Regions from separate parts of the Mus musculus genome. Here regions 1, 3, 4 and 5 are each linked to region 2. Evidence: chromatin contacts called from public HiChIP or PLAC-seq and promoter capture Hi-C data. All regions are on one chromosome and are shown on one strand. Each heading gives the region's core, a stretch centred on a gene start, on an enhancer-like site or on the middle of the called end of the contact. The rest is flanking DNA. Distances are from core to core; before and after follow the strand shown. Region 1 overlaps Cyfip2 (cytoplasmic FMR1 interacting protein 2). Region 2 has its middle 7.1 kb from the start of 4930597A21Rik. Region 3 holds the start of Itk (IL2 inducible T cell kinase). Region 4 holds the start of Ccnjl (cyclin J-like). Region 5 holds the start of F630206G17Rik (RIKEN cDNA F630206G17 gene).

Evidence for each region. Promoter capture Hi-C pulls out the DNA fragments that hold promoters and counts their contacts. HiChIP or PLAC-seq counts read pairs in DNA pulled down with a chosen protein or histone mark.
Region 1: a contact with region 2 is called in a promoter capture Hi-C map of pre-B cells, with 12 times the contacts expected there. The contact joins two enhancer-like sites. A contact is called at or near these places in 7 of 39 promoter capture datasets (the 3T3-L1 cell line, the C10 cell line, cranial neural crest and 3 more) and 1 of 115 datasets of contacts at active chromatin or transcription factors (large pre-B cells).
Region 3: an H3K27ac HiChIP or PLAC-seq map of double positive thymocytes shows a contact between it and region 2, with 5 times the contacts expected there. The contact joins the promoter of Itk here to the enhancer-like site in region 2. A contact is called at or near these places in 5 of 39 promoter capture datasets (cranial neural crest, hippocampal neurons, liver and 2 more) and 1 of 115 datasets of contacts at active chromatin or transcription factors (double positive thymocytes).
Region 4: a contact with region 2 is called in an H3K27ac HiChIP or PLAC-seq map of double positive thymocytes, with 3 times the contacts expected there. The contact joins the promoter of Ccnjl here to the enhancer-like site in region 2. A contact is called at or near these places in 5 of 39 promoter capture datasets (3T3-L1-derived adipocytes, embryonic stem cells, liver and 1 more) and 1 of 115 datasets of contacts at active chromatin or transcription factors (double positive thymocytes).
Region 5: a contact with region 2 is called in an H3K27ac HiChIP or PLAC-seq map of large pre-B cells, with 17 times the contacts expected there. The contact joins the promoter of F630206G17Rik here to the enhancer-like site in region 2. A contact is called at or near these places in 1 of 39 promoter capture datasets (the C10 cell line) and 3 of 115 datasets of contacts at active chromatin or transcription factors (bone marrow-derived dendritic cells, kidney and large pre-B cells).

The regions. Positions count from the first base shown.
Region 1 is chr11:46,303,065-46,308,776 of GRCm38.p6, reverse strand. The region is part of intron 1 of Cyfip2 (cytoplasmic FMR1 interacting protein 2); the gene reads left to right. Among named protein-coding and RNA genes, the nearest start is that of Cyfip2, 6.4 kb to the left of the region's middle. Within about 2 kb of position 3,571, at least 71 of the 459 cell types and tissues checked have an H3K27ac peak or open chromatin away from gene starts, as enhancers often do.
Region 2 is chr11:44,576,344-44,582,161 of GRCm38.p6, reverse strand. No RefSeq gene overlaps it. Among named protein-coding and RNA genes, the nearest start is that of 4930597A21Rik, 7.1 kb to the left of the region's middle. Within about 2 kb of position 4,056, at least 18 of the 459 cell types and tissues checked have an H3K27ac peak or open chromatin away from gene starts, as enhancers often do. A contact at or near this core is called in double positive thymocytes, where this site is marked.
Region 3 is chr11:46,387,936-46,393,631 of GRCm38.p6, reverse strand. It overlaps Itk (IL2 inducible T cell kinase), which reads left to right and starts at 4,117. Exons shown (of 17, transcript NM_010583.3): 1 at 4,117-4,359. The coding sequence starts at 4,222.
Region 4 is chr11:43,525,013-43,530,365 of GRCm38.p6, reverse strand. It overlaps Ccnjl (cyclin J-like), which reads right to left and starts at 1,617. Exons shown (of 6, transcript NM_001045530.2): 1 at 1,399-1,617; 2 at 907-1,011. The coding sequence starts at 969.
Region 5 is chr11:45,806,287-45,812,112 of GRCm38.p6, reverse strand. F630206G17Rik (RIKEN cDNA F630206G17 gene) reads right to left here and starts at 4,030. Exons shown (of 4, transcript NR_045876.1): 1 at 3,789-4,030.

The DNA.
Region 1 (5,712 bases), core at 2,322-4,821, 1.7 Mb before region 2:
TAATGTCCTTATGTGTGTAAAAACATATCAGGATCCACTCAGGGTGTGAAGGTTATCTGCCAGGATGCAAAAGTTCGGGCGGTAGCCTTGGAGCTATGGCCATTGTAAACTGTGCGTGTGATTTGCCACAGAAGACATCCACTGAAGCAGTACTTTTTAGGCCCTGGCAACAGAGGAGAAATGAATCAAGTGCAGATTCTTGAGAGAAATGGTTTCAGGGGACAGAGCTGACTGCAGCGGACTTTCTTGAAGGGCTCATGCTGCCTGGGTGGCACTTTGAAAGCCTCGTGTCATCTCAGAAGCAGTATGATGACAGAGGAAAGCAAATAGAACCTCCCAAAAGGAAGAGGCCCAGTGATGACCTCATTGGGGGTGGCACATTTTGATTGGGTGCTGACCTCAGCAGCCAGTCTTCTCACAGTAGAAATTCTCAGACTCCAATCCCTAGGAGGGCTGGAAATCTCACAAAAATGCACACGATAAAGAGCAACTTAAGGAAGAAAGGATTTCTTTTGGTTTGCAGTTGAAAGGGGTACAGGCCATCATGACGGCAGGAGCATGAAGCAGCTGGTCACACTGTATGCTGAGTCAGGAGTTGGAGAACGATGAATGTTGGTACTCAGCTTGTTATTTATTAATCGTCACCACCATCATCATCATCAATATTTCTTTCTATTTATTCTGTGATGAAGCCCATGGGGAGGTGCCACTCACTCGGTGCCGAGGGTAGACGTTCCCTCCTTAGTCAAACCTTCCTGGAGTCACTTTCAGAGTTTACATCCTGTTATGTTGACAGTTACGATGAACTGTGACAGGATGTGAGGCTTTCTACAGAAAGTAAAGGTGATGGACTGATGAGGCGACCTTAGGAAACTCCAAAGTTTGGACCAGGTCCCTCTGGGGGGGAGGGGGAATTAAGAAACAAGCTAAGGCTGACTGAGAGAATTGCCCAGCTTTCCCCAAAGGCCTGTGCGATGGTTTATATCTGCTTGGCTCAGGGAGTGGCACTATTAGAAGGTGTGGCCCTGTTGGAGTAGGTGTGTCACTGTGGGTGTGGGCTTTAAGACCCTCATCCTAGTTGCCTGGAAGCAAGTACTCCGCTAGCAGCCTTCAAATGAAGATGTAGAACTCTCAGCTCCTCCTGCACCATGCCTGCCTGGATGCTGCCATGTTCCTGCCTTGAGGATAATGGACTGAACCTGTGAACCTGTAAGCCAGCCCCAATTAAATGTTGTCCTTATAAGAGTTGCCTTGGTCATGGTGTCTGTTCACAGCAGTAAAACCCTAAGACAGCCCATAAACTCAAAGAGTATACAGGGCAGACCCTCATCTCAGAAACTCATTATCTCAGTACTGAGGCATACTTCCGTGTGTGCCTTTAAAATGTGATGCTTTATGATCGACTCCAGCAGTGTGGGAATCGTGAGGTAATAATTACAATCTAAAAGTCTCCCCTCAGTGTCCAAATCTGTTACAGCTCCATGTGGGAAGGAGACATGATATAGTAGGCAATAGGGACTAAAGCATGAGAGAATCATCTACAGAGGTTTCCTTAGCTTCTTGGAAGAGTAGACAAGGAAGGCTTCTGAAGATGTGGTGCCTCGAGGGACCATGATATTGTTTCAAATTCTTAACAACAAAAAAACAACAGGAGACATGAATTTGGGTCATTGGCTCATATAGTCAATACATCATTAAACATTGACGAATATGCCGTGCCCAGTGCCCCTCCCCCTGTGCTAGTTGGAGGAGTCAGACCCAGAAAAGAAGTCTATTCCTGGCATCGGTGGTAACCCAGAGAGTCTGTAAGTGTATGAAGCGGTTAGTGACAGGATGAGAGACTTGAGAGTTCCACACCATGAGTTCTGTGGGAGTGTGGGAGAGTATAGCTGCTGTGAGAGGGGCTGACCTGTTTATTCTTGTTATTCTAGAAGACTGGCTTCTACAGGGCCATTTCCATACGAGCGTGTAGCTTACTTCAAGCATTCCCCACCCCCATCCCCTACCCCACCTCGCCCATCACCTTTCTCTTCCTCCCCCCACCACATTAGTCCCTTCCTCTAGACACTTTTGCTTCTCCTTTCCTCCCGATCTGTTCATAGGAGATTTTATGCATCTGTATAAAATCTAGGTCCCATGAATGAGAGAAGACGTGTAACATTTGCCTTATCTGAGACTGTCTTAATTCTCTGGATTTGATGAGCTCCAGTCGCGTCCATTTTTCTGCACACAAAATGATTTTAGCTTTATGGCTAAAAACCCATTCCATTGCCTACATGAGCAACGTTTTCCTTACATTCAGAATAGGTCGATCAAGGCCTGGGTCTGGACACAGGGTAGGACTTGAGAAGAGGAGGAAACAAGCCACAAAGCTGTGGCTGTGGTTTGAGCAAAGGCACACACAGCCAGGATGTCCTTGAAGAGACTGGTGACCCTGTATACTCTGGCCACCGTGGGCAGATGGTCCAAGCTGAGGAAGTGTAGCTTTAAGCATGCTCCTTATATGGAGACAAATGTCCCACCTAGCACCAGAATCATTTGCCCACGGGTTAGAAAGGCCCAGGGAGAAAAGACCAAGTACAGTCATTTTCTTTTTTCTTTTCTTTTCTTTTTCTAAACCTACATGCTGTACAGTAGTCACATGATTGATGTGACCGCATCAACCTTTCCACGCTCTGCAGAAAGGACAAACACGTTAGATGTGATATGGTGGGGACACTTTGAAACCTCTCCTCCTGCTTTACAAAATGCAGCATGTTTGCAGACCTCAGTGCTTGAACTGTGAGTTGCAACAAATCCTACCACACAGCCTCTGACATCACGGTGGAGGCTACCGGCACTCTAGCTTTCCTATATTTTCTTGTGTGTGTGTGTGTGTGTGTGTGTGTGTGTGTGTGTGTGTGCAAATGGAGGCTGTGGGTCGACCGTGCAACCATGGATATCATTCACTAGTGAGGCTGACTAGTGAGCCCCAAGAATTCACGTGTCCTCGCCTCTCTGGCACTAGCATTGCAAGCAAGCATCACCACGCCCAACTTTTACCGTTTAAAATATGGGTCCTGGCGATCCGACTCAGTTCTGAATGCTTGCACACTAAGCACTGTGCGTACTGAGCTGCCCCCCTCCCACCCCACCCCCAGCCCCCAGAGCTCAATCTCCACAGTTCACAGTGAGTGCTTTGGGAGCCTAAGTCAGTCTCGGAGCCGTGTTCAGGTTTCAGGTCCCCAGTGATGGAGGCAAGTTCTGCATCCTCCAACCTAGAGACCAAGCCTGAAAGTCCCTTCTTGTTTTCCTCAGCAGATGGTTCCTTTAGCTCACTCCCCTCTTTACATACAAGTCCCATTGGGGTTCCTCGTGTGGCATTCTGCTGTGATCCCTACTCAGGGCAAAATTAGGTGGGTGCTGTGGCTAGATGACCTCCCCTGCATAAATGACTGGGGACTGTGGCCCTGAGCTTGTGGCATCTGCTGACTTTTTGGTTGTCACCAAAATGCCTTCCTCTACCCACCAACACAGGAAGCAACTGAGAAAAGCAGCCAATGAAATGGCAAGGCCCTTTGCTCCAAGGTCTGTTTCGCTGCGTCCTTGTAGAAAAACAAGCAGGCTGGATAGGCTTTCTGCAGGAGCTCAAGGGGAGGCTGTCTTGGGCTTCTCTGCTCCACCCTCAGGTTCCCTGAGAAGAGAGCTGCTGCAGGTGGCAGGTGGCAGGGCCTCTGCTCCCAGGGGATAGGCCATGAGGCCCTGCTTAGCCAGCAGGGGCTGTGTACTGCCAGGTGTCTCAACTGTTCTGTGGGCTGTTAATATTTCAGAGTCAAATTTAAAATTCTGCTCAAAGCAATACATGCATATGCTTTTGAAAAAAAATAAAGTATTAAAAGTCTCCGTGGTGCAGGACAGCCTTGCAGAGCGGGGCTTCCCTTAGGGGCTGGTTCTTCGAGTAGCTGCATCTTAGTCTCTGATGTGCTCAGACCGCTGCTCTAGGCTTAAGTCTTTTCCAAATTGATCATCCTGTTGCCATAAATCACACCCTGTTCCCCGACCCCCTTTCCTAATCTCCTGAGATCTCTGTTTTAACGTAAAACATCTATATTATTAAGGTTTGTCACTGATAAAAGCAAGCCAAAAGTGATGTTCTCTTTCTTTTCTTGTTTCGTGTTTTGTTCCATTGGAAAGTTTAGATTTTTTTTTTAATTCATGTCAAGTTAAATGTCAGTTGCTGCATCAAACTCTGTCTTCCCAGATTGCTGTGTTAGTCCTTAACCAGACAAGTCACTGCGTGCAAGAGTCATGTCTGGGCCTGGTTTTTGCGTCACTGGGAAGAGAACTCTGTAGGATAGCTACTCTTTTTTTCTTGTCGTTCATTTTGAACTTCAAAGTCTATCTTGCCCCTGCCCCAGCAGTTTCCTATCATCTGGACGTCTTTCCTGCAGAGTGGAGCTGCAGCAGAAGCACAGTGTGAGATGAGAACTGTGCGGTGGGCGTGGAGGTGGGCGTGGAGGTGGGCATGCGCACCTGTCATTCCAACACCAAGAGATCTCTGTCAGCTCTAGAGCAATGAGACTGTGTCGCAGAGAGACAACAACCAGGCAAGGGAGAGGCTGGACAGCCGATTTAGGGGTTTTCCATGCGACAGGGAGGGGTTTGGCTGTCACTCTGTTTATCCCTCCCACTGTCTCCTGCTTCATCTCTGGCTCTCTCTGTACCCAACTTTTTTATGTTATACCCATTGGTTCCTAAAAATACTAATTGGGGGGGGGGGCAGCTTTGTTAAGACATAGTTGGATAACCTGGCAACTACTATTTAAACCATACAGTTCCATAATTTGTAGTAAGTAACAAACCTGTGCAACCACAGTCACAGAATATTTTAGCACATGTCTGGAGAGAGACCTCATACACCGATTTCCTCCAAACCCACACCCAACCCTAGGCAACCACAAGTCCGTTTGTGTCTCCATAGCTCTTCTAGACCCACTGTATAAATGGATTCATACACTGTGAATCTTTTTGTCCTTAGCATGGTGTTTTCAAGGTTCATGCATGCATTTAGGATCATTGTATGTATCTGGACTGCTGAATACTATCATGTTTACAGTGGTACCAGTTTTATTGATGGGTCAGTTGAAGGATATTCAGAGTTCCTGGACTTCTGGACAGTTGTGTTGAATGTTGCTATGAATATCCATTTACAAAGTTTTAGTTTTATTATATTTTATCCACTTACTATTTATTTATGGGCTGTGTGTGTGCGCGCACACACACACATATGAGCATGTGCTATAGCAAGTTTGTGGAGGTCAGAGGACAAGTGGCAGGAGTCAGTTCTTTTTTACTGTGTGGGTCTCAGAGACTGAGCTCCAGTCACCAGACTTGTCAGCAGGCACCGTTACCTGCTCCTTGTATTTAATTGTATGTAACTGGGTGTTTTGCTGACATGCATGTCTGTGCACTACATGCATACAACGCTCACAGAGTGTAAGATCCCCTAGAATTGGAGTTATAGACAGTTGTGAGCTTCTGAATGGGTGCTGGGAATCGAACCTGGGTCTTCTGGAAGAACAGCCAGTGCTCTTAACCACTGAGCCATCTCTTCAGCTCCAATTGTAGTGAGTTTACTTTGGCCAAGTAAAAAGCAACAAGGTATAATTACAGAAAACAAACACTTTCAACATTTTCTTCTGTTGTTCCTCAGCATGTAACAAATTCATACTC
Region 2 (5,818 bases), core at 2,807-5,306:
CTACCTCTGTCCCTCAAGAGTAAATAAATGTCCTCTGTGCTGAGAACTTGGTCTTGAGGGTCCTGAGCTGATATTTTTCCTAACATTGAACCCATGTAAATCTGAGAGTACTGGCCTGTGTATTTAACCCCAGTGCATCATTTACACTTAGATAGGAGACAGAGGCAGCAAAATCCCTGGACGCTTGCAAGCCTGGTACATAAAGGATGCAGGAGACTCTGTCTAAAACAAGGTGGGAGATGAGAACTGACCTCATATACACACTCACACTCACACACTCACACACACACACACACACACACACACACACACACACACATCTTTACATTTTTAATCTTCCAGCGGGTTTTTTTTTTTTTTTTTTTTTTTTTCCGAGACAGGGTTTCTCTTTATAGCCCTGGCTGTCCTGGGGCTCACTTTGTAGACCAGGCTGGCCTTGAACTCAGAAATCCGCCTGCCTCTGCCTCTCCAGTGCTGGGATTAAAGGCGTGTGCCACCACGCCCGGCTCTTCCAGCTTATTTAACCACTGTGAAAAGTCAGTTTCTCTGGCTGCTGCTCTGAGCAGCTGCTCTGTAGGTGGCGCTATTATACACGACGACTAACACCTGACCCACCTCTTGCCTAGCCTGCCAGAGTTCGTCAGCAGTTCCTAGCTTCCAATCAATTGGAAGGGCTGCAGGCCTTACATTCTCCACCAAACAACAGGGACCTCCTAAGAATCCAATCTTCTACATCAAGCTCAGATTTCCTAACACAATACCCCAGTTCCTCCATGACCTCAAAGGCCCCGACTATCTCCACCCTACACCCCGCCCCCTGCTTCCTTCCTTTTGCCTTCTCTCCCCTCGTGCCCGTGCCCTAGTTTGTCTGTGAAGTGTTCTGAATCGGAGGATGTACCTTGCATCTGTAGCATCAGGACCGGGTGCTTGAAACATGACTAAGGTGGACGATGAAATGAAGTTTTGATTTTTGAAATGGTATTTAAATAGTCATATGATTTAGTGGCTGTCATAAAGAATGGGCAAACAGCTCCGGGCCTCTGGCTGTTCCCTGGCTGTGCCTTGGTATGTGTGTACTCTTTCTCCTTTCCGGAAGGTTCAGGCTGAACTCCAGCTGCTGTGCACTTCCATAGGATAATGAGACAGAACAGGACAGCGTGGGGCAGGATGTACATACACTTTGCCGGGACAAACATTTAACCAACCATCTCTCATTGGTGCAAATAAACTGACATACCCTTCAGGGCAACTGTACCCTCTGATTCTCACCAACATCAGTGCTTTCATGAAATAGATGAGTTAGGCCAGGCTAGCCCTCGGCTGCCCTTGAATCCATGGTAGAAGGCAGCCGCAGATGGTCGCAAGTCACAGTTTATCCCACCAAAAGTTTCCCAGTATTGTTTGGATTTTGCAGCATTTTAGAAGTAGAGCCAACATTTTAAATGAACAAAAGGGATTTCACTACACTCAATATTCCCATTTTTTTAATTTAAAAATAAAATCAGAACATCAAATCACACTGACCCCATAATCATTTCTGCTCTGTGATAATCAGGACTAATAATTCTGATGTGGCAGCCAATAGCCACATACAGCTATTGCCACTAAAGGAAAATAAACTGTAGAAGTTAGTCACATATGTGTGCACACATGCACATACACACACATAATCCTCTTTCCAGGTTTATTATCTCCTTATTCTTAATCATTTTCCTGGAGATATCCCAGCTGTTGCCAACTTCTGTCTGTCTGTCTGTCTGTCTGTCTGTCTGTCTGTCTGTTTTTCTCTTAATCTTCCCATGGGCTTTGTTTCGGTGATGTTTTTCAAAACAAAAAAAGCTAAGAAGAGCCAGGCAATGGTGGCGCACGCCTTTAATCCCAGCACTTGGGAGGCAGAGGCAGGTGGATTTCTGAGTTCGAGGCCAGCCTGGTCTACAGAGTGAGTTCCAGGACAGCCAAGGCTACACAGAGAAACCTTGTCTTTAAAAACAAACAAACAAAGCTAAGAAGAAATCCCAAAGCATGTGGAAGACTGACTTTTCAGATTCAAATGTTACAGGTAATAGAACAGAGCAAAGAAGGGTGGGTGAGGACCATGGCGACCTGAATGGCATCCATCTCTCCAGACTACAGGAGACAGACCTCATGATTAACCTCTCAACAGCTTGGTAGAACATTCTGGTGACCGACATTTGCTATGAGAGGGTTTTAGTTACTTTTCATGTTGCTAGGATAAAATACCCTGACAAAGCAACCTAATGAAGGGGAGGTGGATATTTTGTTACACAGTTTGAGGGGTACTCTGTCATGGTAGGGAACTCAAGGTGGTAGCAGCTTGAGGCAGCTAGTCACACTGTATCTAAGTCAGGAAAGGAAAAAAAAGAACAAAACAAAACAAAAAACAATGAATGTCTGTGCTCTGATCACTTCCTCTGCTATACAGTCCTGGATTCTAGCCTAGGAGATGGTGCCACCCACGGTGGGTGGATCGTTCCACTTCAATTAACCCAATCAAGAAATCTCCCACAGGCTTCCCAGAGGCCCATCTCCCAGGTGACTCTGAGTTTCATCAAAACAACAACTGATATTAGTCACCAGAGGCTGCTGAATACTTAGAATATGTATCTGTATAATAATCAGTTCTTTGTATGACAATACAAGTATGCTAAAGAAAAGGGATGTGTCTATAGGCAAGGATGCAGAAAACAACTGTGGGATGAAATCGTTTCTGGGTGTGTGACCTGCAAGGAAGGGTATCAGGTGACATAGGACTTAAGGCCTCAACTGGATGTTGGGAGCAAGTGTCCATCAAATGAGGTAAAGCCATCAACCTTCTGGTGACAAACTATTAATTTTTTTTTTCAAAGAAGCAGATTCTTTTTAATGTGAAGTCTCTCCACTTTTGAATTTTTTTAAGAAACCTTTCCAGATTAGATATATCTGCTAGTCTGTAAGCACACAGGTGCCAGCTTGTCGTCCTGAGAGTAAGCAGGGGTGAGAGTCCGTGGTTTTGACTGGTACTGATTCGGGTGGAGATGGACTACAGAGAACAGAAAGGTTCAGTGTGGAGAGAAACTGTGTGATGACCCAGGGACACTGGACAACGTGGGGACCTACTATGAGACATCAGGAGTGTTGATCCTGGAACTGCAATTCCCAGATTTACGTGCTCTGGGTAGTCACCTAAGAATCTTTCAAAAATTCCCATTTCTAGGTCTCATGGCCACCTGGTGAAACTATAGTAACTGACGTGGGGTGGGACCCCAGGCGATTCCACCATGTTCACAGGGCTAATGCAACTGAGCTATGTAAGAGCACGTGTCTCACAGAAGGCAAGAGGGAGACACTTGAGTTTACTGAGCCCAAACTACCTCTGTCCTTAAAGTAGACTTCATATGCACACCTGTGACAAGATAGGATGGATATTCAGTTTATTTGAATAAAGACATATCTGTGACATTACATTAAAAATAGTCAAGTTCTCTGGGTTGGAGAGATGGCTCAGCAATGGCACTGCTCTTCTAGAGGACCTGGGTTCAATTCCCAGCACTCACATGGCAGCTCACTGATGTCTGTAACTCCTGTCCCAGTGGGCCCAACACCCCTCACACAGACATGCATGCAGTCAAATCACCAATGCACATAAAATTTAAATTAAATAAAAATTAAAATAGGTTCTTATTTTAACCAGTCAAGACTGCTTCCCATGGTGTGCGTGTGTGTGTGTGTGTGTGTGTGTAAAAGCTTTTGTTGTTGTTCAACATTCTCTCTTCCACCTACAGTGCCACTGTGCATTAATTAAATATTAGGTCTCATTTCTCCCTGCTTCATTTACTTGTTTTCTTCTCACCCATAAACAAGATTACAAAAACATTCCAAGCAGTGCCTTAGAAGGTGAGCTGCAGGCTTGTAAAACACACATCAAACATTTTAAATAATTCGGTAGAAGTTTGGCCAGCTGTCGACCCCCTTCCTCCGTCAACACACTTCTTAGCACATGTGTGCTTTCAGATGTCAGCCCCCACCTGCAGCAGCGCCAACGGCAGCCTCAGTGACGTTTGGATAGCACAATCCAGACCATCATAACAAACCAAAAATGCAAATACCCCTGACATCTCAGCTGTGTTCTCTTGGTTGTCGCTGTTGTTGGAGAGCGGTTTCAGGGTAATTTAGGAAGAGTAGAAGCTTTAAAAGAAACATTATTTAACAACTGGGGAGGCAAGAGGAACTTACACTTGCATGTGACGTCACATGTAGGTCTTAGGTTGATGGATTCATCCTGAGAAGGAAGAACTGAGAAGTTCCTAGACACAGACTGGACTACTGGTCCAAACCCTTCCCACTCATTTATTCCCACAGTGTGATCTCCTGGTCCCCACTGGGCTGTGGCTCCCAGAGATATACAGGAACCTCTCCGATAGCTCCCAACTTCCTATCTTGCTAGGTTTTGGTTGCTGTGTATTAAAGTTGATTTTACATGTAAATATTTCTTTACTTCCTGTTTCTTTCCCCCTTGTCATAGGATTCACCTTATCCACTCTTGTCTCAGATCAATAATTCTGAATATTATGATATCCCAGAAATTCTGCTTGATCTTTTCACCGAAGCTCACATATAGCACCTATTGGCTTAATAAAACCTTTCTTTTTCAAGGAAGATCTCATGTGGCCCCAGAGGGCCAAACACTTGAAAATTTCACTTTGTTGTAGTAGTTATTTTTCTTGCCAAGAATCAACTTAAGGAAGAAAGGACTGGTTTGACATAGTGTCAAAGAATGGTGTCTATCCTGGCAGGCAAGCATGGTGACACGGGTATGAGCTGCCACTGTTCCTGCAGTCAGAAAGGACAAAGAGATGATTGCTGGTGCTCGGCTCACTTTCCTCTCTCTAGTCAGCCTTCCGAATGCTGCCACTGACCTTCAGGGTTGGTATTCTTTCACTGAACCTCACTGAAACACCCTCACAGACATACCTACAAGTTTGTTGGCAACAAAGATTAGCCATGACGCCATGTTGTCACTGAAGTTATTCTGTGGCACTAGACCACTGGTTGGTTAGTGTTAGAAGCAAGGTGACAAGCTCTTGAGGCCTTCTGACGGACAGAGTTTTCTCTTCTTCCCATTCCTTCCTAAACAGAAGGTATAACTCTTCCCAATGGATGTGTACAGGATCCGGTATATATAAGTAATCTAGTGTTGAATGTGTCATTTCCTGGAGGCTGTGCCCAGACAGGCTCCACACCACTCCACACGAGAAACTGGAGCTTGTGAAGGCTTAGTGTTCAAGTGTGTCTTGGAAGCAATCTCTCAGATACCCAGGGAAGACTATTTTTTGATTGACACAATCGGTCACTGGTTCTGTTTCATTTTCTGAACTGACATTTTGGTACCATTACACCTTTGTAAATGAACATCAAACTTCTCCATGTGGGGTCTAGAGTCTTAAAATCTTACCCATAATTCATTTTGAGAAATCAGAATCTCTTGGGTCTGGGAAGAGATTGTAGCTACTGTAGTTCTATAGCTACAGAGCTTGCCATACAAGCATGTGGTCCTGAGTTGAATGCCGAGGTCAAAAATGGCAGGTGCTGTGGTGTGCACTTGTAATCCCAGGCTAGAGGTAGAAACAGTCAGATCTCTGGGGCCGGCTGGCTAGCCAGCCTAGCCTCATCGGCAAGCTTAAGACCCAAGATGGGTCCATGAATAAAGGCTCTTGCCTCCATGACTGAATTTAATCTCCGAGTCTCATGAAGTGGAGGTGAGAACTCACTGTGAAGTGTGTATATGTTCATCTGTCTTTCATTACAATAGTTCAGAAAG
Region 3 (5,696 bases), core at 2,868-5,367, 1.8 Mb before region 2:
GTGTTCATCACCCGGTCACAGCAGTTGTCACTTCAGGAACGTCATTTCCTATGTCTCCTCCCTGGCCTCCACTGCATGCTAACAAAGCAGATCTCAGCACTGGATTATTGTGTCAATCATTTAGTGCACACCTATAAAATGTGCAGCAATAGTGTCAGTAGCATGCCTTAAAATGTAGCAGTGGTTCCTAGATTTCATCACATACCCAGTCAGTGTTTAAATTCCCCAAGATGGCTCATAATACCTTTACACAGCTAATTGTTTGGCTCTGAATTCTAAGTCTGCCCATATTGGAACCATGTCCTAAGGTCTTTTTCTCATCGACAGATTCCCACCCATTTTATTTGATGGGGATCCTGGTTTTTTTGCCCTTAGCATTTGGTGTATTCTGGACTTACCCAGTTACGTCTTTTCCTGTTCTCTTCCATGTTCATCTCTTGAGCTTCCTGGCAGGTCAGATTTAGATCTAAACCTCTGACCAGAGTCATATGTGACTCTGTTCTCTCTCGACAAGGCATCTGTGTGGGTGGCTTGCCTGCTTCCTAGCAAATTACAACAGAAACCACGTAGCATCTGCTTGTGTCTGTCCTGGGAAGATGGTCAGCCTGTCACTGTGCGGTCACTTCTTACTGATTGTACATTTCCGTACTGACCTGTGACACAGCGAGTTTAACATTCACTAGGGTCATCAGCCACGTGCAGATTGTGGAGTAGTCTTTCCTGCTTCACTTAAAATTATTAAATAGTTGATGACTAAACTGAAGTGTACTCTTTCATGAGAAGCAGAAGACCCTCATTTATTTTTGTTTTCAGTCTCCAGAATATTAAGTTGGCTATTCACCGCCCTCTGAAAGTTGTCACTGGGATGGGCTGTTTTCAGTTTTCTTTTCAACTAACTCATCACACTTTTTTTTTTTTGATGCTTAAAACTGTTCTATCCTTGGCTAATCAGAGTTCTCTTGTATTGTTGGGATTTTAGTTATTGATCTTTTATTGTTTTTTTCCTCTGCGTGTGGTATATGTGTATGTGTGTGGTGTATGGCCACATGTACAGGTGTACCCATGCACAGGCCAGATGAAAGCTTCAGGTGTCTTCTATCATCCTCTGTGTTCTTCAGTGGCTGCAAGGCCTCTCTCTGTTTCTCGTCTAAGCTGGCAGCCGTCTAGCTCTAGGACTCTATCTACCTGTCTCTACCCTTCAAAGAGCTGCCATGCAGGAGACTATTCCTGGCTTGTTCTGTGGATGCTAGGACCTGAACTACAGTCCTCGTGTTATAAAGCAAGTGTTCTTAACCACTGTGGCGTCTCCCCAGCTTCCTCTGCATTAGTGTTTGCTTTTCATTCAGGCTGGGTATCACCATGTAGCCTCGTGCTGGTTACAGGTGCCAGTATGAGCTTTTGGAATTTGTCTCCTGTAAACTAAACTTTTAAAACCAAAATAAAAATAAGGAGATTCTTGGTCTTACTATGACAGAGAAAATATTGGAAGTTCTAACATTACATTTAAGAGTGGACATAGAATAGTCCCTGTAAGTAGTTTGCAGTGCTCTATGTTGTAGAAAATGAAATTATTGCTTATTGTACTATATGGAGACTTTGCAAATGAAGGACAGTGGTACCTCATATTCTGCTTTCCCTGGTGAAAGTACCATATAAAGTCTGTCAATCATTGCACCTGAATCAATCTGGTATAAACCTACCCTTTCCAAAGTAATTTACATTATAGTTGAGAAGATAGTATATGAGACTACATGATATTAGAGTTGGGTATGCTACCAGTAACAGAAACTAAAATAACAGGGCCCGAGAAAATATTAATGGTGTGTTTCTTTTTATGTTAAAAGAGATGATCCTCTGCTTCTGAGCCTCTCGTCTGAGAGGAAGTGTGAAGAGGCACTCCACTGCTAGCGTGAGTGACCAGATCTGTGGTCATCACAGCCTCAGACTCCTCCTATCGGGGATCCATTGCTCTCACGTGTAACCTCCACAGTATGTAGTATAAAATAGTTCTTCCAGCTCCAACCATCAAGTTGACACCCTAGTCAGTAGTAGGAAAGGGAGGAGATCAGGAGATGCCCTTTAAGGACCCCCCTGCTTTTCTTGAGACGGCCTCCTGAGAGCTGAGATTACAGATGCACAGCACCACATCCCGCCAGGATGCTTCCATTTCTGCCATATTCTCTTGTTCAGAAAAGAGTTGTATGGCTATACCAAGTTACAGAAAAAGCTAAAAACGATGTCGTCTTTAGGCAGGCTGCCCAGATGTCCAGATAATCTTCAGGCAATCAGTTACCCTAGAGAAAGGAAAGAGAAGGAAATTAGTATTTTTTGCTACAAACTGTAGTTTAAAAAGTCTACCTCTGGCCGGGCGTGGTGGCTCACGCCTTTAATCCCAGCACTCGGGAGGCAGAGGCAGGTAGATTTCTGAGTTTGAGGCCAGCCTGGTCTACAAAGTGAGTTCCAGGACAGCCAGGGCTATACAGAGAAACCTTGTCTCGAAAAACCAAAAAAAAAAAAAAAAAAAAAAAAAAAAAAAAGTCTACCTCTTTTGTACATATTTTTCTGTCTTAAAATCTCAGCTTATCCCTTCTCTCCCCTCCCCTCCCCTTCCCTTTCCTCTCTTCCTCTTCCCTCCCCGCCTCTTTTTGCCTTCATTATTCAGCAGCATCCAATGTATGATGTGAAAGGAGGCTGCAATTAGCAATTACATCTAAAACTACACAGGAAAGTTGTACTGCCTCCCTCCCTTTGTCTCGTCCTCTGTTCTTCTCTGATGAGCTGCCTCTGCCTGCCCCGGGACTTCTTGGCTATTAACTTCCTGGTCACATAAGTTCTACACCATAACATTATCCTGACTCAAAGGTCAGACCCTGTGAATTGTCCACAGGGCAGATAAGCTTTAGTTCCCAAAGAGCCCTTACAAGGAGGTAGCTTGCTGTCTGTCTGTGTGTCCTGCCTCCTCATTAGAGTCCTTATGGCAGAGGAAAATAGGAGAGAGGATTCCATGTGGGAAAGTCTGAAAGGCTTCCCAGAGAACGTTGCAGGTCGGCGAGGCTGGCAGTATCTCATAGGCGCTCACTGGAAAAGAAAGAGACAAGAGAGAGTGTTCAGACACAGGACACTGCATTTTTGAAGTAGCATACACAGAAGGAAGCCAGGCACACCAACGGTGTCCAAAGGGGCCCCTGCAGTGCCTCATACAAGACCCCTGTTGCTTCCTTTCATAGATGAAGGAACTGATATTCCAAGCCACTGGACAGTGGTAGGTAGTAGAGATGGAATTCAAACCGATAGGTAGAATAAACAGCCCTGTGCAGATCTCTGCATGCCCTAATCCCTATAACCTGTGACTGTGTGTTGTTGGGTGATAAAGGGGAATTTACATTCCAAATGGAGTTATAGCGCCCATCTGCTGACCTTAAAATAGGGAGCCTGCCCTAGACGACCACTGTGAGAAGGGCCCAGTGTGGTTCTCAGGATCCTTAAATGGAGCAGAGGTAGGAGGAAGAGATTTTGGCAATACAGAGCAAGCAGGGCTCGACCTGCAGTTTGGGGGTTTGAAGATGGAGTAAAAGAGTCAAGACAGAGGCCACCAGAGTGTCCCTCAGTAGGGAGGATGGTCGCAGAGGCAGTGTCCCCTAGAGATCTGCAAGAAAGGCGCACAGTCCCACAGTCACCATGACTGTCACTCAACCAGACACATTTCAGACTTCTAAACTAGAGAATTGTAAGGCGCTTTGAGCCTTGTGGCTCTATGGCGCTTTGAGCCACTAAGCCTGTGGCAGGCAGTCCATGATAATAGCAATGGGAAACTTACATACAAGCTGAGCTCCATTGACCCCTGGATCCCTGTTCTTAGTCCCTTGTTTACATGACTTAACTGTTGTCAAGGCTAAACCAGGAGCTAGAAGAATTATAAGTGAACTCCTCTTATAATTCTAGGTTTCTTCAAACTTCTTTTTCAAACCATATAGCTAAGGGTACGCATGTGCCTCCCAGCTTGGTGAATTTTGAAAGGATGTGGTCATGGCCTTTGACATCAGAGGAGGGAGCTCAGCGGTGAGGCTGGCTGATGCTGATAGAAAAGATAAGGTTAGAGGCAAGTTGCCTTTGAACGACTCTCTAAAGATCAACTGCATCCTGTCTCAGTCTCCGCTGCTCCTCTCCTTCAGTCGCACTGCGGGGTGATGCCCAAGGCGCATCACTTTTCAGAACTGGACCATGAACAACTTCATCCTCCTGGAAGAACAGCTGATCAAGAAGTCCCAACAGAAGAGAAGGACTTCTCCCTCGAATTTTAAAGTTCGTTTCTTTGTCTTAACGAAAGCCAGCCTGGCCTACTTTGAGGACCGCCACGGGGTATGAGAAGGCTTACGTTGTGCTTTGTTTATTTTGTTTATTTATTTTGTTTATTTACTTTGTTCTGTGTTTGGACTGAGCTGATTCCTGAGATAAACTTGAACACCTGGGATGCAGGTACAGTGTGTTTTGGAAGCCACCAAGTAGAGTTAGAGATCGGAAGAAATGTGGAGAGTTCTGAGACTCCAGTGTCAGTTAGATTTGGCTATTTCAATTCTAAAATCTGTAGGTTTAACGTTCATACATTTCTTATGTGGTGAATGTTGTGGATAGGACTTGAAGTTTATGTAAACATGAAGTATATGTGGCATCTACAGTCTGTAGGACAGTAAAATATTAACTATGGCTTATTAAGACGTAAGGGGAAACCTAGCTCAACTTCCCTGTTTTACAAAAGAAGTGGTTCTTAGACTGTGAAGGGAGGTCCTATGTAAGATTTTCACGACTTGAACTCTGCTTATCTCAATGGTCATCACTGCCCTGAGGCCATGGGGTCCTACTTCCATTAAAGTGACATTCTAAAGTTGGAAGGAACAACCCTCTTTGTGGTAAAACATCTCAGGAGACTGGGGGTGTGGAACACAGAGTTTCTGCCTGCAGACCAGGGATCCCGCTAGAGTGTGTCGGCTCAGCTGGAGGCGTCTAATGACATCTTCGTGCACAGCAATAACAACAAAAGCAAGCGAGTGTGTGTTAATACTACAGTGTGACAGGAGCACTGGGTGGTGCTGGGAGCTTAGCCCATGGCTAAGTCCTCTCTGAGGCAGCCAAGGGCCAAGAGCATTGGCTGGGGCAAGACTTGGTCTTTTGAGAGTAGGGTTGCTTTCTAAAATAACCTAGGTCTATCTTGACTGCAAGTTACTCCGAGGCCAGAAGCTACTGGATCTGCTGACACTTGCTGCTAACGGCAGGGTGATTTAGGTAATGGTATATTGATGTCACACCCTTCTCAGTCCAGGCAGCCAGAAGCCCCTCTGACTAGGCTGGTTAACTCTGTGAACCAGAGAGGAAGGGAAGCGAAAGAATTAAGATGCTTTATACAGGCAAATATGCGCAGACACATATACATTCACACATATATTTACACTTTCATTCACATTCTTATTTGCACGTTAACACATTCACATTTTTGTTGGGCCCAATCACCTGTCTCATACACTCCACAAGCATTCATGCATGCTTACATACACACATACTCCTACGAACATACATATAGACAAACAGACATATACATCTGGATAGATAGATGGATGGATGGGCAGAGCCCCCCCCCCCCCAAGCCAAACTATCCAACTAACAACTTAATTTCTTTCCTCTGGCTTTTTTATACCTTCTCA
Region 4 (5,353 bases), core at 368-2,867, 1.0 Mb after region 2:
AGAGGCAAAGCCTTCATTCAGTCCTCTGGGTTTTCCCAGTTTCCCAGTGGCCAACAGCAGCCTCAGCAACAGGAGGTGAACTGAGAGGGGGATCAAGTTTCAGCCAGCCCACCTTCTACCACAGGAGGCCAACTGGCAGGGGAGTTTGTGTTTTCTCCCTTAGCTTTCTAGTCTGCAACCTCTTTCGGTTAAGGCTAGTGTGTCTTTTCTTTCTCTCGTTTTGAGACAAAGTGTCCCACTGTGTAGCCCTGTGCTTCCTGGAGCTCCTCCTGACGCTTCAGTTGACCTTGAACTTGTGGAGATCCTTCTGCTGTCTCCACAGTGCTAGGACTGCCCCCAGGCCAGACTTTTAAATTTCATTCAGTTCCTGCCTTAACAATGAATTCCCACCATCTACCTAATATTTCTTTACACCGAACTGTAACTTTACTACGTTTGCATAGATTTATTTAGGCATCTGCTTTACCACTGAGCTATGCACTAGTCTAGTAATTATATTTTAAAAGAAATTGCTACAACATCATTACAATGATAGGGAAAATCAGCATTATGTATAGTAGGTGGTATTATGTGTCTTTGAATTACACACTGTAATGGATACACAGTATTTTTTTTTTAATCCATTCTTGTACCATGTAAAGTAACCTCGGGAGGAAATCCAATGGGATACGAACTATTCTTCATTTAGGTGGCTGGTGAAAAACCGACTTCAAGTTCTTGGATCTCCAGGTCCTTTGCCTGGAAGAAGACCACACTCCCCATGAAGGTAAAAGAGCAGGCGCACAAATAAAAGGGCACCAAGAGTGCTGAGTTCCCATGCGGGGCATCCTGAAGACACCCACAGGAGACCGAAAGTGACTTTAAATACCCAGTCCTTGCGAGTGACAAGGGCGGGGAGGAACTGACCTTCTCGCGCAGAGTGCAGTGTACGTCCGAGGCGACGCGCCCTTCCCACCACGGCTCATCCATCACCGCCGCAGTTATGAAGCTACCGGGATCTCGGGGCGCACCCTGCGAGGACACCAGGAGCTTCAGCGATCGGAGACTCTTCCTTCACCCTGCCCTCAGTGACCCTGATCCTCCTCGGTCCCTGTCCCAGTCCGGGACGGGCGCCCCCTCCTGCCCTGCACCGTGGAGCTGGCTGTCGCCCGCTGTCCTGAAGAGCCAGCAGTGTCCCCGCTCCCCTCCCTCCGCCCGCCCAACCTGGGGCTATCTGGAACTGTGTGCAACAACTTGCAGAATATCCAATGTGCCCCTCTGCAAAAGTTGCAAAGTTGCGGGCTGTAGTAGCTCTCCCAGGGCTGGCTGGGTCACTGGCTCAGAGTCCCCAACTCCTCCCCCGCCGCCTAGCCTTTGTCCTGCTCGCACATCCTGCCCTCGAGCCGGGGCCAGACTCACGCATCGCTGTCCCGGCGTGGGGGGCCGCGGGTGGTGGGTCCCTTCCCGCACCGGGTACGTAGTGCCCTCCGATGGCCGCCCGGTCCCTGGCCTCGCGTGCTCGCGACCGCTGCCTCTGCAGCCCGTCCCGCCCGGCCACCGGCGCGCCCCTGCGTGCGCTCGGTCCCGCCGCGGCTCGCAGTTCGGGCCGCCGGGGGCCTCCCTCCCTCGCTCGGGGAATTGGGGGCCGGGCCTCGCGCATGCGCCGCCAGCACCCCGCGCCCCGCGGGGCGGGGGGCTGGGAATGGCAGTCTTTCTTTCCCCGGCGCTGAGCTGCGCTTCCTGCCCACCCTCCTCCCTCGCCCGGGCAGAAAGCTAGGCTTCACCTTCCCTGGGACTCTGGGGGCGATCCCCAGTGACCCTGCCCCCTTGATCCTGGAGCGCGGGGGACGCGGCGCCACCTGCGTGTGCCGCGCGTGGATCCAGCGGCCAGGACGCCCCCAGAAAGTTCTGACTTCCGCATGCGCTGCTCCTGCCAACCTGCAGACGCTTCCACCTGTCTTTCTTTCTTTTTCAGCCTGCCCTGCGATGGGGAGGTAGATTTTCAAACAATTCCCACAGGAGCCCCAGAGAAGACACCCTTGGATACGCACGAGTTCCTCTTTATAAAGAGGGCTCAGTGAGTATCTTATTGTACTCTTAAGCGTGCATCCATGCTGAGCATTGCAGGGAAACAGTCCTTGTGGCAGGTTGCGGGATAGAAAGCCCTTTTAATTTACTTGTTTTCAGAAAGGCATTTTCTGGAGCCTGCAGTATAATGGCATAACATCCTGCTGTGCTGATTTTTGTGAGCCCTTTGGTGATCCCACTAACTTAAAATCAAGTCCACCAACTACCTGGGTGTTTTTGTTCACCCAGTGTCTTAACCACTTAGAGCTTGGCTTTAGGTAATAGAGGGATACAAACTACAATAATCTGCTGGGGATACATTATGATTAAATGAGAAAGGACACGAAAGAGGATTACCACTAGGCCCGTTAGAAAGTCACCAGTCAATAAATAATTACACGAAAAAGACTTTAGTTTCTGCCTAGTTTTCTACAAGATAGATATTTGTTGTGGTTTGAGACATGGTTTTTCTGTGTAGCCCCAGCTGTCCTGGGACTTGCTCTGTAGACCAGGCTGGCCTTGAACTTGGCGATCTGAGGGAGGTCTTGTAGGACTACAGAGTCCTGTGAGCTGGGACTAAAGGTGTGTGCCACCATCATCAAGCCGCAAGTAAAATTTTACGGGTTAAAAATACAATTTAGTTTTGAAAGGCTACTATAGTACTGCATACCTGCGACATTAGCACTCAGAAGGCTGTCTGTAGCTTAAGGGTTAGGAGTTCAAGGGCAGCCTGAGTTACACAGAAGTTTGAACCCTGTCTAGGCTGAGGGTTTTTTGTTTTGTTTTGTTTTGTTTTTCTATGTTTTTTTTTTTAGCTTTGATGAACTTGTACTGAAAAGAAGTTTTAGCATTTATGAGCCCTCATAAAAATTTAAAAAATACCTGAGATTAAACAAATGTGATATATATGCAATCATGTATGCATATCTTTAGATCAATGTGACCTAAGACCTTCATGAAGAATCAGATGCAAAGCATGGACAGGCAGGCCATCAAAGAAAAAAAAATCTCATGCCCTATTCACTAACAAACAGATACAAACAGATACACAAGTAGATACACAGATACACAAACAGATACATAGATACAAACAGATAACAAACAGATACAAACTACAATTTTAAAAGCTGGAGCAGATCTTTATCAAAGATGTTTTTAGTGTTTGTTAATGTTTTCGGTTGGCATACAAGGTAATGGGTTCCTTTGTGGCATTTCGCACCTATGTGTCCTCATAGTTTGTTCTCAGTCATCATCTCTCCCCTACTGCCAAGGGACTCCTAAGGTGGGTAAATATACAACCTTCTTGGGAATGCAAATGCCATCTTTCTGAAAAACAACATAAATCAACAAGTTTCAAAGTATCATTGCATCCAACTACTCCACCTCCTAGAGTTTGAGGTCAGGTTGGTATCCATAGTGAGTTCTAGGCCAGCCAAGGCTTGCACAATGAGACCTCATCTCAAAAAAGAAAACTCGGACCGCCCCCCCCCACACACACACATCACCACGTGGGCAGTGGCCACACACACACACACACACACACACACACACACACACACACACCACGTGGGCAGTGGAATTGGATAAGGATGATCTTCTTATGACGTTTTTTGAGAGGAATGAATATGTAATGAGTTGGGGGTAGGGTAGCAGTCACAATATTGTAAGTAAGCAGGAGATGAGAAGAGGGTTTTACTCTTTCCAAGCATCTTTATTCACACACAAAAGAAATTGAAAAATAACCATAAAAGCATTGACTATAATCAGAGTGATAATTATGGGGGGAGCAAGGAAAAGGAAGGGAAGGGGAAGGAGGGAGGGAGAGAGGGAGGGAGGGAGAGAGGGAGGGAGGGAGAGAGGGAGGGAGGGAGGGAGGGAGGGAACGGAAGGAGTTGGTGCCAGCTATTGAACCTAGGGACTGGCACATCCCAGGCAAGCATTCTTTGCCTCCCAGTTTCATCTTCAGTCCTGGAAATCTTTAATTTACCCCCTGCCAGTAGACCCGTGTTTTCTAAATCTCCTACAACAAACATATATTGCTTTCATAACTAGAAAAAAAAGGGGGGGTGGTGAATGTTATTTTCAGTACCCAAGTGCTACATTTGCTGGGGAGGCCCGTCTTGAGCAATGAACGCCTTACAGTATTGTTTGTGTTTTGCTAATTTAAAGGGAAAAAAACCATTATTTCTTTTGCAATAATCTCCCTATTCTGGCTATATGGAAAAAGGAAATGCCTTGATCCTTCACTAGTTTATTGTCTCCCCTTCCCTAAACATCAGCTATGAGTTTATCAAGGAAGCCGATAACAGAAGGAGAAACACACACTTTGGGCTTTTCTCTAGGAGCTGTTTTAAGAGGAGTCTAAACACACTCACCCAGCCCTCTTTTGTGTATCCTCGGGGCTCCCTCATTTTCCTGCTATCTCTGAAGAACAAAAACACATTGCACCAATAAACTGATGCTTTTAGAGGCTGGTGGCTGCCCGCAGGTGCCCTCAGCAGTGGCGATTTCCTGTGCTGGCAGCTGGGAGAGAGTGTATCGAGGCTTACTTCTCCCAGTCCAGTCCGGCGAAGAGGTTTTGATCATTCAAAAAAGTAAATTCTTACTAAGTGCTTATTAGGACCAATGACTGCTCTTCCACCCTCTGCCCCAAGCGCTGGCAGTTTAAGGAAACAGAAGTTTGAGGCAAAAACATTCTAGCTACCTTCAAATTTAACCACGTATAAAGTGAAAAGAAAAGAAAACTCTGCCCATTCCAATTTCACTTAGAGACAGCGAGTCTAGTATTTCCACCCTGTTACTATTGACTGTTAACTCCGCAATAAACTTTCTCTCGACCTCCTCCTGTCACCCCCTTTCATGTGATACAAGCTCTTCCTGGTCCCATTCTGTTGCTAAGGATGGCCATTAGCTCGTTTCCTTCAAAAGGGACTTATGGGAATGGGACACCAGAGAGATGGCTTGGTGGTTAAGAGTACTAGCAACTGGCCTTCAATTCTCAGAATTCTTGTGAGGCAGCTCACAACTCTCGGTAACTCCAGCTCTTCTGTCTTCCTTGAGCACTTACACACACACACACACACACACACACACACACACACACACATACATAAAAATAAAGAAATCTTCTGAAGTGGCTGATGAAGACAAAGCTGAGTTAGAGTACTTGCCTCACTTACACAAAACGCCGTGTTTAATCACATAAACCAGGTGGAGGCACACACATTTCACCCCAGCACTCAAGAGGTAGAGACCGGAGACTCAGAAGTTTGGCTATGTAGTGAGTTCAAGGCCAGCCTGGGCTAGA
Region 5 (5,826 bases), core at 2,781-5,280, 1.2 Mb before region 2:
AACAAAACAAAACAAAACAAACTTTTTTGATTGTTTAAAAAAATTAAAAGGCTCAGAGAGCAAAGTAAAGTCGAGAAGGAATGGAAAAAACGGAAAAGAGCTGGAGAACAGAGGGTGTGTAGCGAAAAGCCATCTGGACAGGACATTGGCCATTGCGCTATTAACTCACCAGAGCTGTGGTCAACTGCACAAGCTTGCTCAAGATTGGGCCCATCAACACTTCATCTCTGAAAGGGAGAGGGCCCAAAAGAAACCAGCCTTCCCTGTGGGACATTGAGAGTTCATGGTGGCCGGGAAAGGGCTGTCACTTATTCAGGCTGAAGCTACTCGTGTAAGTTACCCTTGGCCTAGTAAAAAACCCCCGCTGTGTTCATGTGAGCATCTTAGCTCAACCCCAAAGAAAAATCGTGAATGTAAGAAGGAGATTTGGGAGCAGGAGAAGCAAGGCGGACATGGGAAAGGATAATGGGGTGGCAATGACTGAAATTCATTATATGTACCAAACTGTCCAAGAGCAAAAATTAAGAAATAGGACCAGAGAGGTGGCCCAGCATTTTAAAGCACCAGCTGTTCTTGCAGAAGAGGACCCAGGTTCAGTTCCCAGCACCCACAAGGCAGCTGCCTATTGTAACTCCAATTCAAGAGGATCTACCCACCCTCTTGCGGCCTCTGCGGCATGGCACACTGATGGTGCACAGACAAAAACATCCATACGCCCAAAATAAGAAATTTAATAACAATCAAAAATGAAAGTGGGACAGGAGGCAGTAGGCCAAGGTTATGGTTTTAGAAATAGAAAAAAAGGGCCAGCAAGAGAGTGAGACATCATGGGGCTTTGTTGTTCTGCTGCTCATGTTTGTGAATGTCGTGGAGTGGAAGCAAAGGAGAAGTCTGGCTCACACTGCTACCGGCTCTCCTCAAGCTCGCACTGACTTGGGGCGCACCACACATTAGTGGTTCATTTATTGCCCACTCCAGCTCAAAACATATTATCTCACACAGATCCACGAGGAAACTACAGTTAAAAAATAACTTTCTAGAAGGTCACCAAGTTAGCACAGTGACAGAGATAAGAGCCTTGTTCTTAATGGCCACACCTGAATGTTGCACTCCAGGAAGCTTATCGGGCACCGCGCACCCCTTACAGAACCTGATCTGTCCTGTTGTTACTGAGGACAGAGCTGGGAGTTTGGAGGACATCCAGACTTTTCTGTGTCTTGAAAAAGAATCCCAGGTAGACACCCTGGGATACCAAGCTAGAAACAGACATAGAGATGGTGTATTAACAAGACGAAAGCATTCCTGAGAATTGTAGTGAGCTAACAGGCCCCAAATCACTGGCCCAGGGACACTCATGACCCTTCCCATAGGTCATTTACATAGAATCTGCTCCTCTGTGCCACATTTCACATTACAAGCTTTTTTTTTTTTTTTCCTTTTGTCCCAAGCATGTAGCCCAGGTAGGGAAGGGTTTGCAGGCTTTTAGCCAGATGGCTTTTTTAGTTGTGAATTTCATTGTCCACCTCTCTAGTCTCCATCTCCCGAGACATCACTTTCCTCACGAAACATGAGAAGAACCCCAAAACGGTAGAGGTGCCAGTAGCAATCTGTGCTGTTGGGCTGTGATCCCACCAGCCACAAGCATCTCCTATTGGCCATATTCCCTTAGGCGAGGTCTTCACAAGTGTCCTCTGGCTAATCTGAGAGAGCAGGCTGCCATCTCTAATATGGTACAGTCTCATCAGTGTAAGAGAGTGGAAATGCCCCTGAGAGTAGCATCCAGGGTGATTGTATACCTGTCAGGCATGCAGAACCTCCCTACAGAAGACCTCTAGTCATCCAAGGGCCCCAGAGGCTGCTGATGGGCGGTCCTTTAGAGAGCCATGGTAGTGGCACATAGAACCAGATAGCTGAGTAGAAAAATGTATCCTGACAATGAACTACTTTTGAGTCACCCCATGCCCTTGGCCACGTGGCTGGAACTTGTCCATCACAGGTAGCATTGCACATCTGGAGAAGTCAGCATTGCACGTCGGAAGAAGTCAGTATAGGCACGAGGAAAGAAGCTTAGCAATCAGAGCTTTCAAAATCCATTTACTTCATGCTCCAAAGTCCTGGGCTGGAACTGACAGCCACTTCCTCCCTGGTTTCTGTAACGGTCAAATAATAGTGCTGAGCCATTAAGCCTTTCTGAGGCTAAGATTCCCGTTTCAGGTAGACTGTTAAGAGAAGCCTGCAAAAAGACTTGACTTCAGTGTAGACCTTTTCTTTCCAGTCCTGTGAATAGTTAGCAGCACAATACCTACCCGTGGTACCTGGAGTCTAAGTATAGTGATCTGAAGTGGAGAGATATTTAAGAGGAGGGTCCTTTAGAGGTAGAGCAAAAAAAAAAAAAAAAAAAAATCCCCGTTCACGTTCTCTGTTCTAAGAACTGGGGATAAGGATAATGAACTCGTCTGGGTGGGTGCAGGCCAATTAGTCCAAAGTCTGTAAACCTCCCCAGTCTTATCAGGGCTTTACTGCAGGTGGAGAGTGGGCAGCCCATTCTGGTGACTTTGCATGTGAAATTAATTGCCCTAGAAATGTCGGGAATTTGATCTTCCATCAAATTTGCCAGCCCTTTAGATCCCTTGACAATCTTTGACTATTTGCATCTCAAGGTTAAAGCAGGCTGTTGCTTTCTGGATGCTAATCAGCTGTGAAAACTTTTGATCTTCTCTGGAAAACACACACAGACACAGACACACAGTCACAGACAGACAGACAGACAGAGACACACACACACACACACACACACACACACGCAGAAACACACCCTTTGCAATGGACCTCTTCAGAGAGTTGGAAAGGGGAAGGTGGCTTTGCTGGAAGTGCACTGGTTTCGTTTAGCAGTTGTTTTCATTCCTTGTAGGGCTCAGTGAGAGCCTGGAATATCCAGTAATATTTGAGTTCCCTCTACCAAATGCAGTGAGGATTTTGTGTGTTTCTCCACGATAAAATACCCATTTCAAAGAGGGCAATGGGGCAGTTTAGTGCTGCATGGGCAAGCCCTCCCCCCCCCCCCCCCCGTGTTCCACCCCCACACTGCAAAAACAAATAACAAGTACAAAAGAATGCCCTCCCCCAAATTCTCCCTCCCCCGAAAAGTTCTAGTTTTTAGTAGCTTAGAGATTCACAATAAACTTCACAAACACCTTTTCAAAGGAGATGGGAGTGGAGTGGTTAAGAGACTTATAGGTGTTTAAGGGGATGCTATCCTACTGTGGTATTTTAATGGCACTGCGTTTTTGTCAGTAGGGGTTGGGACAAGTGTCCTATTGCTACCTTACACACCTAACTGGATACTGGATACTTTGCAGTGAGTGACATTGTCTTTCTAGGACACAGTGTTTTGCTATATAGCCCAGGCTCTCTTCAAACCTTTCTGCACCCTCACTGCTGTTCTTTCTCCCCAACTTCAGCTTTTACCCTCCCCCCTCTCCTTTTATTTATTTATTTATTTTTGAAGCGAGATCTAATGTAGCACAGGCTGGCCTCAGCTTGCTCTGTAGTCAAGGATGACCCGCAGTTGCTGATCTTCCTTCCTCCACCCCCCCCGCCCCCCCAATGTGAAGGGAATTTGGGTTCCTTTCAAGTTCTCAGTCTCACTCATACAAAGATTTAAAAACAGACTCAGAAGGGAGTTAGAGGACAGTTAGAGATCCGGAGAAAAGTGGCTGAGTAGTCAAGGGTAAATGTCAAGCAGCTACTGAGAGGAAGGAGAGAGAGGGGAGCAGAGAAAGTCATACCTTTTTGAGTTAGGGTCCGAGACAGCTGGGTGATCAGCGATGGAGGGAGGGCTGTATAAAACTGCATGGTAGATGGGGGGGTGGGGTGGGGGCTTCAGAGAAGTAGTCTTGCACCGAGCTCGAGGGCAAGCAAGCTCACCCAGGCTTTTGGCCAGCATCGACAGAGATAAAAGAAGAAACACACTTGGCGCAGGGCTGCAGATCCAAGTTTAGAGGCCATCTTATTTCGGGCTCTTGTGGTCTAGGGCACCAGAATGATTGGGCCGAGGACACGTGGTTAGAGACAGAAATATAGTTTATTAAGGAAGGGAAACCACTGCCCAGAACAGAAGTGGGCTTGTGAGTGGAGAGAACAAGCCACAGCAGGGCGAGGTGCAGAGCCGATTACACGGCATTTCTATGCTTTTCTCCAGCACGCTTTCTTCATGGGAAGAAGTCCAGGTTTGGAAGGGTTTCCAGTCTTCCAGCATAGTGGTCTGGAGCATGCTTTGTTTCTCCTGCGATCCCCAGGGTGGGGAAAGACTTCCTTCACTCTGAACATCTTCTTTGGATGTTCATTTTAATGTTTCAGACTCTAGGCTCTTCTTTCCAGCCACACAAGTGTTGAGAGTACAGGCATGTGTTACCACCACACCCACCTTCAATATAATGAGTTTATTTTATGATCTAATTGGGGTATTGTGTGTTTGCACTGCTGAGGTTAGAACCCAGGACCTCACACATGTAAACCAAGTACCTTAGCACTGAACTATGTCCTTGCCCCACTCCCTGCCCTACTTTCCTGAATGCTTGGGTTAGATACATCAGTACTAATCTCTCACTTAGATCAGGCTCCCTTGATGGTGGCATTATTAATATTTGGGGCCAGATTACTGTGGGCTGACTCTGCCCTGTGTGTCCCTGGCCTTTATTTACTAGATACCAGTTAGTATTTTCAATAGTGAAATATCTGCCCAGATATTGTCACATGTCCCTTAGGGGTGAGGTTGCCAATTTAGCAAATACAAATAGAGACTGTCTAGTTAAAATAGAATTTAACTAAGGAAACAGCAAACAATTTTTATAAGTATAAATTCAGCTGGATGGACTCTACAGGCTCAGGCAGTCTACTGGGATGAAGTGTGTGCAAATTCCCCCCCACCCCCATGTTTCTTAATGGTTCTTCTAGATAAAAATTTGCATGCACCAGTGATCTCATATTATTAACCACTTCATGCTTGTGATTTTGCCCCACTCTTGGCTATTCAAGTCCTCGTGTACTTTCCAATTCAACTATGTCCCTCAGTCAGTCCTCATGGTACTTACCAATGAGCATTATTGGCCTTGGGCACAAGAGGAAGTAGAACTACTTAAAGTATAAGAAGATGAAGTGAGACTTAGTCACAAACCAAAACCAGGCAAGGCAACTCAGGATGATGTCTATGCAAGCACTGTCCTTCCACAAATGATGAAGGACCGAGCCAGCTAGGCATCGGAGACACTCTGCTCCTCCAAGATCTCCACAAAAAGTCAGGCCCAGAACTTAACACAAGGTCCTCACCTTGCCAGTTGGTTAGCAGATATTTCTGGGTAGTGGCTATGGTAGCCAGGGGCTGGCACAGTAATAAGGAAAAAAACTCCATCCTGTGATTGTCAGAAGCACATTGTACCTCCATAAAGAGATGCTTGCTGATAACAGGTGGCATATCCCCAGGGGCTGTCCAGGAACAAACAGAACCAAGTGACCATGGGCAGAGTGGGAGGCTGAAAGGCTTTGTAATCAGATAGGAGGTTGGAAGGAAGGGTAGAGTTTGGGCTGGTTGTGGCCGGTGAGTGCTGGTGAAGATTAATAATTGGCTGTTCAAAGCAGCGTGGTGGTGTGATGACCCTTTCCATCCACAGTCCTTCATATTTGTTTTCTGTCTGTTTAGAGAAGTGGAGCATGCTTAGGGGAAAGTTCAAGAAGGAAGCTTGCAGCTGGGCCAGTGGTGATGCCCACCTTTAATCCTAGCACTTAGGAGACAGAGGCAGGTCCATCTCTGAGTTCAAAGTCAGCCTG